Linked DNA regions of Mus musculus: region 1 is linked to region 2. The links are chromatin contacts, called in public HiCAR-type maps. All regions are on one chromosome and are shown on one strand. The core of a region is the stretch at or near the end of the contact, and the rest is flanking DNA. Distances in the headings are between cores, read along the strand shown.

Region 1 (6,482 bases), core at 2,023-4,522, 2.5 Mb after region 2:
AACAGAGAAAAGAGAGGAGGGGTGTTTTATCTTTTTAGTTTTGACATAGGATCTTGCTGTGTCGCACGATCTTCTACCACAGCCTTTTGAGTGCTGGATTACAGGTGTTTATCTGTAATCTTACCTGAGGGTACTAAGGTCTCTGAGGGGGATAAGAACGGGCATTCTTAGTCGAGAGGCTTAAGATGTGTGGACAGTGGTATTGCTCACTGAGTACAAAGCTGTGGAGAGTAACACCTGGGAAAACTGGATTCAGCCGGCACATGGAAGGCTTTCTTACATCTTGCTAAGGAACTCAGTATATTTAAATGGTTCTTGCCGAGAAATTTGAAGTGTACAGACACGACCCAGTTTTCGGTAACTTGGTTTGCTTTGTGCGACAAACCACTAAAATGGGAACAACAATAAAGGCTCAGATGTCACAACACAGACACAATACTTCCACGTGAAAGTGTGCGTAGCTGTTCTTGCATCTGCTGTCAGGAAGGGCTGGAGAAGGGCACGTTGAGTGTCAAGTCAGGGAGTGGGACTGAGGCCCCGGGAGAGTGATGGCCGAATTCTAGGAGAGAATCCATGGGTTTTGCTAAATAGTCGGACGCCAGCTCCTCTTCCCTCCCGGTCCTTTTCTCTCTTCTTCCTCCTCCTTTCCAGTCTCATCCTCCACCTTTTCTCCTCTAACAAACTCTTTACAGCCCAAGGAAGGAAAGCAGACAGACAGTTCAGATCTCATGCCAGGCCCTTGCAGGCAGGCAGTTTCCAAATGGTCCTCTTATAAGAAAGTTTAAATGACTTTTTACTTATTTTTTTAAATAATTTTTTACGTGCATTGGTGTCTTGTTCGTGTGTGCATCTGTGTGAAGGTGTCAGATCCCTTGAAACTGGAGTTCTAGACAGTTGTGAGCTGCCATGTGCGTGCTCAGAATTGAACCTGGGTCTTCTTGACGGATATAGCCAGCCCTCTTAACCCTGAGCCCTCTCTCCCTGCCCCCACGTGAGGAATTTTAAGTGGAGGGGGAGGGTCGTTGAAGCTGCTGAGCTGCCAAGGTGGAGACCAAAGCAGGGGACCTATGACCTTTTTACCTGTTTTCTTTTTGTTTATTTGAGACACGGTCTCTGTGTGTAGTACTGCTTGTTCTGGAACTCGCTTTGTAGACCAGGCTGGCCTCGAACTCAGAGATCTGCCTGGGATGAAAGGTTTGTGCCACGAAACCTAGGCACAGTAGTGGTTCTGGGAATAGAAGGGGAGGGGAGGGGTGGAAGAGTCTGTGTAGTAGTCATAGCTGGAGTCAGTTGGTTGAAGGATAATTTATGTAGTATGAAATGTGCAGCTCAGTGAGTTTTCATAAGGCCTACACCTTATGTTGCTACCATCCTAGTCGAGAGATCAGTGTGTCACCCCAAAAGCCTTTCCCATGCTTCTTGCTGTCTCCAACCTCTGTCCTGTCACTTCCTGTCTCCGTACACTAGCGATGTTTGTTCGAGGATTTCCTGTCAAGGACGAAGTCTCATGATGACGTATGAATCTAATCACCTGTGATACCCACGTGGGCCACTGTATTATTTCATTTCCTTCCCTATTTTTTTGTGACAAAGTCTCACTCTGTAGCCCTGAATGCCCCGGCTCTTATTATATAGACCAGGCTGGCCTCGAACTCAGAGATCCACCTGCCTCTGCCTCTGCCTCTGCCTCTGCCTCTGCCTCTGAATGCTGGTATTAAAGACTTATGCCACCACACCCTGTTGTGGGGGGGGGGCAGTTTTGAAAGAACACAGACCCACTATTAACTGTGATGTCAGAGGAATATGCCCTGTCCATGCCCTGTAAACTTTGGAACCTCACAGACATGCCGTGTACTGTAGTCTTGGCCATGCTGATGATTAAGTAATGCTGCTATTGTCTTTAAAAACAAAACAATACAAAACAACTGTACTTTATGTGACAAAGATTGGTCCACAAGTTAAAAACAAATCATCCCAGACTTTGCTTGCACTTGGGAAGGCTTTAGGGGAGGCGGCGAGGAGATGGCAGCCCCTCCCCTGACTGAGCACAATCCTGGCAGTCCTCTGCAAACGCCCCTGCCCTGAAGGGACCCAGGAGGCCTGCAGTTTCTGGCTGTCCTTACAAAGTTGATTTAATAAGGATTCCAGGAAAACCAGCCTCCTCTCCCACCCCACCCCACCCCGTCCTTCTCCCGTTTGCCATATTACCGAGTCTTAAGCTTTGTTTCTTCAGATTGGGTTTTGGGGTTTGTGTGTAAAATGAAACTGGGACACAGGCCCAGGGGCAGAATACCGGCTTCCAAAAGTTTAGGAGTCTGAGGAAGACTGCTTGCATGTATTTGTCTCCGAGAGCAGGACTTGAGGCATCAGTGAGTGGGTACGTCCAAAACTTTGCAGGGCCACTTGTAGTTGGGAATGGCGGCCTCTGCTTCCCTGTTCCCTGAGCACCCTAAAGGAGCAAGCCAGTGTGAGACTTCCAGCCTTGAAATGCTTTCCTCCGTCCACAGAAACCTGCATCTCATAAGAGATTTAATGGCTGAGGTTTTACAGCTCCTCCCACCCACCCAGATTTGAAGGAGTCTGGTGGCAGGATGAGGGAGGAGAGGTTACGTTAAATGGAAAAGCTGCAGGCTGCAGGCCCGCTGTGTACCACAAAGCCCGGCTTTGTCCTTGTTCTGCCGAAAAAACCTGTGCCTATGGGGAAAGGCTGGGGGTGCTGCCAAAATCTGGCCCTGGCCTCAGCTGTAGCTCCCTGGTAGCCCTCCCACGCCCACCCCACTAGGGGTCCTGAGCTGCCACTGGTCCAAGAGGGTGTGGATTTCAACCTAGCTGCCTGGGAGTCTAGCTAGGTATGCAGTGTGTATCACTGACAGGCAGGCTGTAGTCCAGGCAGCTTTTGCTTGTTGGTGTGACCTAAGGAGTAAGGTTACATAGCTGGCTTGGAACACTTTGGGGGACACACCGTGGCCACCCTCCACCCCCAGTAAAATTTCTTGTGAAAAGACCTTGTTTGTTTCTAACCCACTGGACAGTAGAGGATTCCAGAATGAAAGGTGTTAAATGATGCCCCCCCCCTTTGTTGTTGTTCAAGCGAGGGTTGGGGGGTTAGGTCCATGAAGTCTGTTGCCAGGTTTCCCTACGTCATTGTGCATCCCCTCCCTGGAGGTAGAACCAGCGCTTCTGAAAGGTGCTTGCTAGCGGAGGGGGGTGGGGTGGGGAGGGAGGGCCGTGCTCAGCCTGTGAGAGAATGTGAGGGTACTCACGTGTCCGGATCAGCGAGGCCCCGGGCAGCCGAGCCGCTCAAGGCTGTGTTCTTGGCTCGGGCCTCCGCATTGCTACACCATTAGCCTCACTCATTTTTCCACTCTGCCGTTGCCAGCCGCTCCCCAAAGTAAGGGGGGAGGAGGAGGAATTTCTCAGGGAAGAAAGAACAAATGGTTGTCCAGAGGACTTGCTGTCGGTGGGGGAGTAGGGGTGGGGGGGCAGGGAGGGAGGCCATACAAAGAATCCAGCCAGGATTCTGTCACCCCGAGTCTGGGACTACCTGTGGGGAGGGCAGAACCGGAGGGAGCTGGCTTCTGTGAGAGCGTGCTTCTGCTGCGTCCCGAGTGGGTGGGCAGGGCCTAAGCAATGGGTCCTTTCTGTCAAGGAGCAGGGTGTCTCTGGGATGTCATTGATGGCCTTGGGGAAGTGACTTCTGGGGATCATTATCCAGGAGGTGAGAGCCAGGTCAGAGAGTCTGACCAGCAGCTCTGCCCTGTTTTTATAAGGCCTCATTCCTCGAGGCTATTGGGAAGTCTCTTTGCTCATCCCCCCCATCCCCACCCCCCATCCCCCACATCCTTACTTCCCTCTTCCCTGGAAACCAGACAACTGTTTCTCCCCTAACCGGGAGTGACCCGGCTGCTCTCTCTCCTCAGCTTCGTAACAGTGCTCATAACAGATTCTCAGATGCATAACAGTGTCACAATTACAGTTAGGAAGTAGCAACAAAATAATCTTATGGTGATGGTGGGGTCACCACAACACGAGGAACTGTATTTAATGGTCGCAGTGTTAGGAGGTTGAGACCCATGGCCTTAAGAGAAGCCTTTTGGAGTCTGGGCTGCCTCTGACTTTTAGTTTGCTCTGTCAGCCTGTAGTGTGACCGGTAGGAACCTAGTCACCTGGGCCCTCTAAATGGCTGTAAGTAGAGAGCCCTGGGCTTGAGCCACTGCCTCCCTCACCCCATCGGGTCTTTGGCTAACACCACTGTCCACTTACCCCATACCACACATGGTTCCTGCTGTCTTCATTCGGGAATCATGTCCTGCATACGGAGCAAGGCTAGGGTGAGAGTTGAAACCCAGTACACCGGTGGTCCTATCTGCTGAGTTGCTGTGCTCCTGAGCCTCCTGGGATAGCTCCTGTAAGAGAGGTGATTTGGGGGCAGCGGTACTCTTGGTTAGCCTGAAAGCAGCCGTTCCCCAGACCCTGAATGTGTAGGCAAAGTGGGTAAGAGGGCCCGGGAATTCAGCAAAATGTAGACTTGCCGCCTGTGAGTCTGGATAGAAAACGTCAGGACTGAAATTTCAAATGGTTAATTAGCAAAGAAAATTGAGTCCAGGACTCAGCCTTTCCTCCCCCATGGTCCCCACAGAGACTGCTAGGCTCAGGCTGGTTACCGGCCTCTTCCTTCACTGATTCTCCCCCATCTAGCCAAGTATATTCCTATTTTTTCCTTGACCGTAGCATGCACCATATATATGACCATTGCTTGTCCCTCTCCTTTTACATGAAATGCCCACCCGTCCCCGCCCAACTTTTTATAATTCTTTAATCATATGTACTTAATTCTTACCCTTAAGATTTAGTCTGGGTCCCCACTAAGATTTTATTTAAAAGGCCACCCCTTTCTTGGGGTTTCTTTTGTTTCCACGTTATTTTATGTGTGTTGTGTGCATGCAGTGCTTGCAGTTCCGGACAAGACCAGAAGAGGGCGTCAGCTCCCCCCCTACACACACACCCCGGAACTAAAGTTACATACAGATGGTTGTGAGCCACCATGTGGTTGCTGGGAATTGAACTCAGGACCTCTGGGAGAGCAGTCAGTGCTCTTAACCACTGAGCCATCTCTCCAGCCCAGACACTGTCAGTCTTTAAGAACATTGATTTGATGGATGTAGAACCTTTAATTCTAGTACTCTGAAAGTAGAGGCAGGTGAATTTCTGTAAATTAGAGGCCAGCCTGGTCTACAGAGACCCTGTTTCAAAAAGCAAAACAGAACAATCAATCAATAAAACAACAAAAATAAAAACAAACAAGAAAACCTCCAAAACACTATTTTGATATGTGTTTATAACAAGAAATCAGAAACTACAGGCTTGTACAGACAGATAAATAATGTCTTAGATTCTCATCATCCATCAATAATCACAGTTGGCCTGAATCTTTTTTGTTTTTTGTTTTTTTTTAGATTTTCTTCTTGTGTTTATATCTGAGAAATGGAATTTATACTGTATATATTGGCTTATATCTTAAATCTGTTCCTATATAGATTTTTTTTTGGTAGTAACTATATAATATTGCATTGTGTGGGTTACAGAATTTTTACCCTTCTGCTATCAGGAAATGATTTAGGCTGTGTGTAGTGGATTGCTCTGTGGCATTTTCTCTTCTTTCTTTCTTTTTTGTTTTTAATTATGATTTTAAAGACAGGATTTCTCTGTGTAGCCCTGGGTGTCCTGTGACACACTCTGTAGACCAGGCTGGCCTCAAACTCATAGAGATTCCCCTGCCTCCATCACTGGAATGCTGAGATTAAAGTGGTACACTCCCATATGTTTTCATAGACTTGCAGATATAATAAATAACCCAATTAGGGAGTGATACTTGAAGCCCACATCAAATAAAGACAAGATATATAAGAACATCTCACACTGCATAAGAGGGCCAAAGGGCTCAAAGTAAAGGGGCAAACTGCTTATCTGCAGGCAGTACCAGCTCATTAATTTCATTATGGTTGGATATACAGAGACGTATTTATATTGATTATATTGATTTGTTGCCTTAACGGTGTCTGGAGGCTTGTACTATGAAAAGGTTTTGTCATCATGCAAGCAAAATAAAGTGTTCTTACAAACTTACAAAGTGTAGCCCAGCACACCTAGGCTATATAGTGCGTACCTCTGTGTATATGGTATTTGACCTTGGTCTTAGGCCACAATAAGCCAACACAAGTTTAAACCAAGTACAAGAGATCAGGATACAGCCAAAGTTGGAGGAACATTGAATGTGTGAGGCTGCTCTTGGCATAGTGTGAAACATTGTTTTATAGTGAACTTTTTTCTTTTTAAAGATGGGCTCTCATCTACACCAGGCTAGCCTCAAACTCCCAATCCTCCTGCCTCCGTCTCCCAAGTGCTGAGGCTTTTATATCACTGCACCTAATTTTATGGTGAAATTTTTTAAAAAAGGAAGAAGTGCATGTGTGTGCTTGTAG
Region 2 (6,649 bases), core at 4,052-6,551:
TCAGAAAGAGCAAGAAGCCGGGATATTTTTTCTTTTAAAAATATTTTATTTATTAACAAAAACCCTGAACTTTTCAGCAGGACTGTTTGGCTGGGGAAAGGATTCGTAGCATGGAAGGAGGACATTTTGACAAATCCCGTGTATTGTCTTGGAAGCGGGGAAATGTTCTAGTCATTCTGGAGCTCCGGGAATGGCTGAGGTATTTTTCTGAGGCCTTTGCGGTTATGTAACCCCTGACAGAGCTGAGGGAGAGCACAGTCCTTGCTTGAACAGCTGGGCTGGCCCACAGTGGAGAACCTGAAGACTAACAGATCCGATCTGAGCCGCTCCCAGCTCCTCTCTGTCCTCTCCTCTCCTCTCCCGTAGTGTGGCCCTCAGAGGGTCCCGGCAGCCTCTGGGAGTTCTGTCCTAGATACAAGGAATTGAATCTTAAGAGTAAGGGCCCTTTACTCTCCACTAGCCAGGGGAACAGAAACTGACTGTAAAAGGCATAGAGTCAAACTGCAGACTGCCCACCACAGCCTCTGCCTCATTTGTAGCCTTCCTTTGGGTTTCTTTTTCCAACTATTAAAAAATATTTAAAGCTATATACTATAGTTTGGATCCAAGATGTCTCCCAAAGGCCTATGTGTTAAAGGCGTGGCTCCCACGGTAGGGTCTGTTGTGATATCCTTCTATGATGATGGGGCCTAGTTGGAGGATATTAGGGAACAGGGGACACCATGAATGGAGCCCTTTCTTCTTCCTCTTCTTTTCTTTCGATGTCTGGCTAACACATGCTTCTGTGGAATGTACTGTACAAACCATGGTTGTATGACTTATGTAGACTACAGCTTCAGGCTGATGTTAATGGTCACAGGGGGTGGGGGAGGGAGGGCAATGTTCTGAGGGCATCGGAGAGGTTAAAGGTCAAAAGTCTGTCCCAATCTTATTATAGAAGTAACATGGGTAGAAATAAGGAATACTTGTCCTGTCTCTGGAGCGTAGCATCCTTGTTGTCCATGGACAGTGACATAGGGCCACTGTCTTACTGGGGATTAAGGACTTAAGTGTCACAAGTCCTGAGGTCACTGGGCCACCACACCATGAACTTCACCTCCAAAGCTGAGCAGAAACAAATATTCCCTCTTTTGGGTTGATTATTTCAAGTGTTGTTAGTTGCAGTAAAAGAAAGCAAACAAAAAGAAAACTGTTCTCTCTCTCTCTCTCTCTGTGTGTGTGTGTGTGTGTGTGTGTGTCTGGTTTGGGGCCTGTTGGTTGTAGGCTGTGGGTCTCTCTGGCTTTGAATCTTTTTGGCCAGGGTCCCTGAACAGCGGCAACTCTCTAGCCTTGGCGTGAATAGCAGTCCAATAGCATATCATCCATACCTTCTCTTAATGGGTGCAGAAGGAACTACAGTGGCTGGGGGGGGGGGGGTTGGCTCAGATCTCTAGGATCCCCATTGCTCTCTAAGCACAGTTCTTGAGCCTGCTCTAACTGGATCTCCTATCACTTCTGCAATGTCAACAACCACGTATTAAGCCATAGGGAAGCCTTAGCCAACAGAGCTTCAGAGAACCTGTCCATTGGCAGTGCCCTAGAGCAGGATGATCAGCCTGAGCCGGAACCCCGGTGTGGGAGGGAGGTGTTCCTGGGGAAGTGAATGGGAGGTGCTGCTTAGCATAGAGACGTTCGGTGCACAGTGCACTGAGCTGCACTTCAGTCTTTGATCCCCAGTAGGACAGTGGCCCTATGTCACCATCCTTGATAAGCACTTATTGGTGTTGATCTTTCAAGAAAAGATGTTTTTTTCCAGGTACAGGGGACAGAAAGCTGAGCCTTGATGACCAGATTCTCCCTCATTGACTTTGCTTTCTGAAGTTCTGTGTCTTTGGTTTAGCCTGGCAGTAGGAGATAGGTTCTGCCTTGTTGACATGGAATAGGGAGTATATAAGCTTCAGCGAGCTGGCTGCTAATATTTCTGGCATAGCTCCCTGCAGTCTAGGTGGTTAGTTTTTGCTAAATACCTACTGAATATGAACCTACAGGAAAGGACTGGTCTACTCATGTGGCAGGCGAACCTTGAACCAGAAGAGTGGCTCAGAGAGAGGTGGGTCCAGCCAAGTTGACTCTGAATACTGTGTTAGTCACCTTTGTGTCACTGTGATAAAATATCCAGCAGACATGACTTGGGGGCAGGAAGATTTATTTGAGCTTACAGTTTTGGAGGTCCCAAATCATTGCTACAGAGAACCTTCATCTGACTGCCCTATAAGCAGAGACAAAGTGGGGGGCAACTTTCTATGGCCTGCCTCTAGTGACTTACTTCTGCCAGCCAGGATCTCGCTCCAACTTCTCTTATCCTCCCCATACAGTCTGGAATAAACATCCAAAAACATAAGCTTGTAAGGAACGAGGCAGATTCCTTACGGTGATAAAGACATTTCTCTTTTTGTGTCCCTGTCTTGGAAGATATAAGCTTGTTTTTTTTTTAAATGGCTTGAGCAGTTATTTTTCAAGCTCACACCCAGTAACACATGTTTCTCTTTTATTCAATCCCCAAGTCTTGATAAATGCACAGAGTCACGTACTTCATCTCAGTCGAGACAGAACAGGTCTTCTGCCTCACAAAGCCTCTCTCATGGGCGTCCCATTCCCACCCACTGGCCCCTAGGTCTGTTTTCCACACCCAGAATCTTGCCTCCTCCAGACTGTCTTACACATGAGCCCATGCAATTCGCAACCTCGACATCTCCATGTGTCCAGAGCTGGTGGCTGAGTAGTGACTGCCTTCTGGGTGGGTTACAGTAGGTGGATGATTCTCCACCAAGAACATTGGGTTGATTTTCTAGAACAACCACTCAGGTTTTCACTTTAGGCAGATACTCTAGAATGAGAACCCCAGGTCTACCCTGGTTATCCTTTAGCATAGTCAGAACTTCTCTGGGCTTGCCTTGTGTCAGGAGCAAGTAGATACACAGCCTGCCCTCGCTCTTCAGGTGTGTGCACTATCATCATAACTGGCTTCTGGTTTTACTGTTGGGAGAAGGGAGATGCAGACAGGTTCAGAGTCTTAAGGAATTCAGTCAAGATCAAGCCAGAGTCTGGACCCTGCATCTTCGGTCGGTTGTTGCCTAGTTCCCTCATTTGTCTCTGCTGTGTTTTTGAGAGAGCATCTTGCCATGTTGCCTAAGCTGGACTTGAGATCCTGTTTCACCCCTCCCCTAAGTGCACCCCCACTCCTAACCTGTTCTTTCATGGAAAGAATGTATTCTCATGGAGACCCTCTTGGGACAGTTACCACCGAAGCATCTCACTTTCGAGTGAGGAATGTAACCCAAAGAGCAAGTTTAGGTGGCAGAGACCACGTAGCCGTTGGGCATGCTGATGGACTACATCCATCTCTGAAGGTGATGACATGGCTGTGATACATTCTACCTCTAGCACCCTGGTAAGAAAGCACCATCTACAAAAATCATTCTTCTGTGATTGATCTAAAGAGTTCTTCTGGGTTCTTGGTAGCAGGCCTGGCCTGGAACTGATATTCTGGCGCTCTGGGTGCTGGATTCTGCCTGTTCTTCTTTGGCTCTGACCCCTTTCCCTTCGTGCTATCATTTCATACTTGGGGCCTGTCCCTCAAGGTCCCTTTACCTGCTACAGCCTCCCAATCAAGATGGAGTGGGCTCCTAGGACTCTGGGCTCTAGCTCAGCTCCAGCCTCTGAAGATTGCAGCTGAGAATTAATTGCTATTCATTTTTATGTAGGTCACGTTTTCTTTAGAGGAAGTTGATGGGATTTCATTATCTGTGGAAAGCAGCCATACCAGAAAGAAGAATACTTTTGATTGATAATTTAGCTCAAGAATAGTGTCCCACTTTAACAAGTCTCTTGGGGAGCAGATGACCCCAGAGGGAACTATATGTATATCTAGTAGTCTGTGTATTTGGCAAAACTTTGTGTGTCCTAAAGAGAAGCAGGGCTGGGCCTGTCAGGACTTATAGATTTGATCTAGAAACTTGGGGCAGTATATAGTGGCCATCCCATCCTGACTAATAGCTTACCAAAGGAACATAGAGAACCCGGATGTTCCCCAGAGAGGCAGACCAGCTGAAAGTGCCTTAATTATATTCTTGTTAGCCCCAAACTAGATTGAACAAACAATTGTTTGTATTCACTGTAGGCAGGAGCAACATTCTGGACATTCCTGATGATGTTATCTGAGGAATACCTATACTCTGCTAGGAGACCTTCATTTATGAAATACGAACTTTTCTAAGGTTGGGCTGTGGCTCTGTGGATGAGATCTTTTCTAGAATTCAAAATGCCCAGATTAAACCCTAGCACTGCAAAAATCAGAAACAAAACCAGGAAGCACTCTGCCAACACAGAGTTCTTTAAAAAAAAAAAGAGAGAAAAAAACAGTAAGGAGAGAGTAGCCTCTTAAATCACAAGATTTCATAGTAAATTTATGCAGAGAATCAAAGAAAATCTGAGCATCACAAGAGTGCTGTACTCCAGAAAACTGTGACTGTCACATCGTAGGAGATTTGGACAGTAGAAAGCAAGCCTGCTGCTGGGGACTGGGACTCAGGAGGCAGAGCTTCTGGGGACAGACCCAACTTCACTCTCTGCTTGTGTTCCCTGGATCTGCCAGCAGCTGCCCCACTCCACCCCCACCCCCAGGCACCCTCAGTTTCACATCTGTGAAATGGGGGCAGTAACATCCCTTCTCTGTGCTGCAAGGACCAAGTGGCACCTCTAGCTCCCAGGAGCACAGGCGCGGTGCCAAGTGCTGCGGGGACCCTAGCTTTTGGTTTTGTTCCAACAGCCTGAGCCTCAAGAAGAAACATTAAATCGTTTTTTCTAGGAAATGCCAAAATTGAGGTTTTCCTTTGAAGCTTTGAGGAGGAAGCTTCTAAAAACCAACCATGTGTCCTTACAGGGCCCTGGTGTGTAAATAGCAGGGGGAAATGCCAGACAGCAGAGGGCTGTAAAATAAACAAGGCGTATTCCAGTGAGACTGGGGGAAGTCAGTGGCCCAGAAGGCACCAGGGGGCGCTCTGGAGCTGCAGGGAGGGGTTCTACACGATAAGGTCCAGCCTGCAGGGTCCTTCCCTCTGCCCGCATACTCATGCACAATCTGAAGATGCGTCCCCCGGTGTCCCTTTGGATCTTCCACGGAGAGGGTCTTCTTGGTTTCCTTGTCTAAGATGCAGTAGATGAGGCACTGTGGGAAATGGGACCTGCTTTGAGCTGTTCCCAGGCTTGCCCTCGCACTGGGAACTAGACTCCTCCAACTGACAGTCCCTGGTGAGGGAGAGCATTTCAGTACCGCTTATCCCTATAGCATCTCATCAGAAGAGCCACAGAGTGATCAAGTTCACTCTGAGGCCAGAAGAGCAGATGCACTCCCTCTGGTGGTGACCGTGCTTCTCCGGCAGAAAGGCTTTCTGGAGGATATGTCTGTTTCCCTGGTGGTTGGATGCCCCTGGGCTGCTGTTGAAGCCGAAGGATCTGGCAAGAGATAGAGGCTGGTGCCATAGAAGGAACCTGCAGTTTTCTCCACTCGCTGGCATACAGAGCGGGTGCTGGTGCTGACAGGATTTTCACAGCTGGTGGGAAGCCACAGTGCAAGAACAAATGAGGGAAAGCAGCTCGGAGAGGGAGAATGGTGTGTTAGAATCAACACAGCTGAGTAAGTGTGAGGTCTGGGTGAGAAAGGGCTGTCGGGAGTGGGCGGGGCCAAGAAGGGGTAGTAAGGGTATGGCAAATCGAAAGATAAGCCCCAAGGCCCTGTTTCCTCTCCCCTCGGGCACACTTTAACTGTAAGATAGAACTGGTAAATAACTCAGAAATGATCTTAGCACATCATTAATATAGACAAGTTGCACAAAAGCTGTGTGTGTGTGTGTGTGTGTGTGACCTTGTGTTTGAGAATAGTAATGGACATTATAAAATGGAGTCTGGAAAAATCATTTTTGCCATTTTAGTGATAGAAAATTAAATGTGTTAATTTATAATCCCACCTAGCCTAATTTTTCTTTTAAAGGCTGCTGTATTTATTTTAAAGCCTTGAACATAGAATACAAAGGAGGGTTCAAATCTCATTATTGCTTCTTTGATGCCTGAATCATTCATATCCTAGGATGACCCACTGTCAGTAAGCCCCAGGAAGGCCCAGGATACTTCCGGCCCTGCATCAGTGCATCTCAAAGATCTCGCATGCACCACCAAGGGATGGTAGAACAGAATTAGGAAGTTACAGGCAGAGAGCCTCCAGCCTTTCTAAGGCATCGACTCGAATCCTCTCCTGAGCCTGGGGTGCTCTTACTGATGCATAGAAAGAACAAGAAAGAAGGGGGAAGAGTCCAAGCCCTTAGGGAGCGCTCCGAAAACCTTCACATGTTTACTGAGCACGTGCTACGTGTGAGACATAGTTGTTGGTCTTGAGGACTGACACTGTGGCCAGGAACAAGACAGTGGTCAGAATTATTAGAAAGACAAGAGCGTCGATCAAGCAGTGAATTACGCAATCCATGTAGCAAAGACTGAACCTATTGACAGGAAGAAAATTAATATAGACGAGGCTGTAGGTTTTGTCAGGTAGATGAGAAAGGAACACACCTGGCTGGAGGCCGAGAGGGGAAAAGCTGTTTGAGAACAATATAGT

Evidence for each region. HiCAR-type assays count read pairs that join an accessible place to other places.
Region 1: a contact with region 2 is called in a HiCAR-type map of astrocytes, with 3 times the contacts expected there. The contact joins two enhancer-like sites. A contact is called at or near these places in 1 of 39 promoter capture datasets (the C10 cell line) and 1 of 115 datasets of contacts at active chromatin or transcription factors (astrocytes).

What each region holds. Positions count from the first base shown.
Region 1 is chr8:25,534,054-25,540,535 of GRCm38.p6, forward strand. The region is part of intron 2 of Fgfr1 (fibroblast growth factor receptor 1); the gene reads left to right. It overlaps Gm31288 (a long non-coding RNA gene), which reads right to left. Exons shown (of 3, transcript XR_003947368.1): 1 at 3,264-6,482. Among named protein-coding and RNA genes, the nearest start is that of Gm31288, 8.5 kb to the right of the region's middle. Within about 2 kb of position 3,273, at least 239 of the 459 cell types and tissues checked have an H3K27ac peak or open chromatin away from gene starts, as enhancers often do. A contact at or near this core is called in astrocytes, where this site is marked.
Region 2 is chr8:23,023,055-23,029,703 of GRCm38.p6, forward strand. The region is part of intron 1 of Ank1 (ankyrin 1, erythroid); the gene reads left to right. Among named protein-coding and RNA genes, the nearest start is that of Gm51563, 11 kb to the right of the region's middle. Within about 2 kb of position 5,302, at least 125 of the 459 cell types and tissues checked have an H3K27ac peak or open chromatin away from gene starts, as enhancers often do. A contact at or near this core is called in astrocytes, where this site is marked.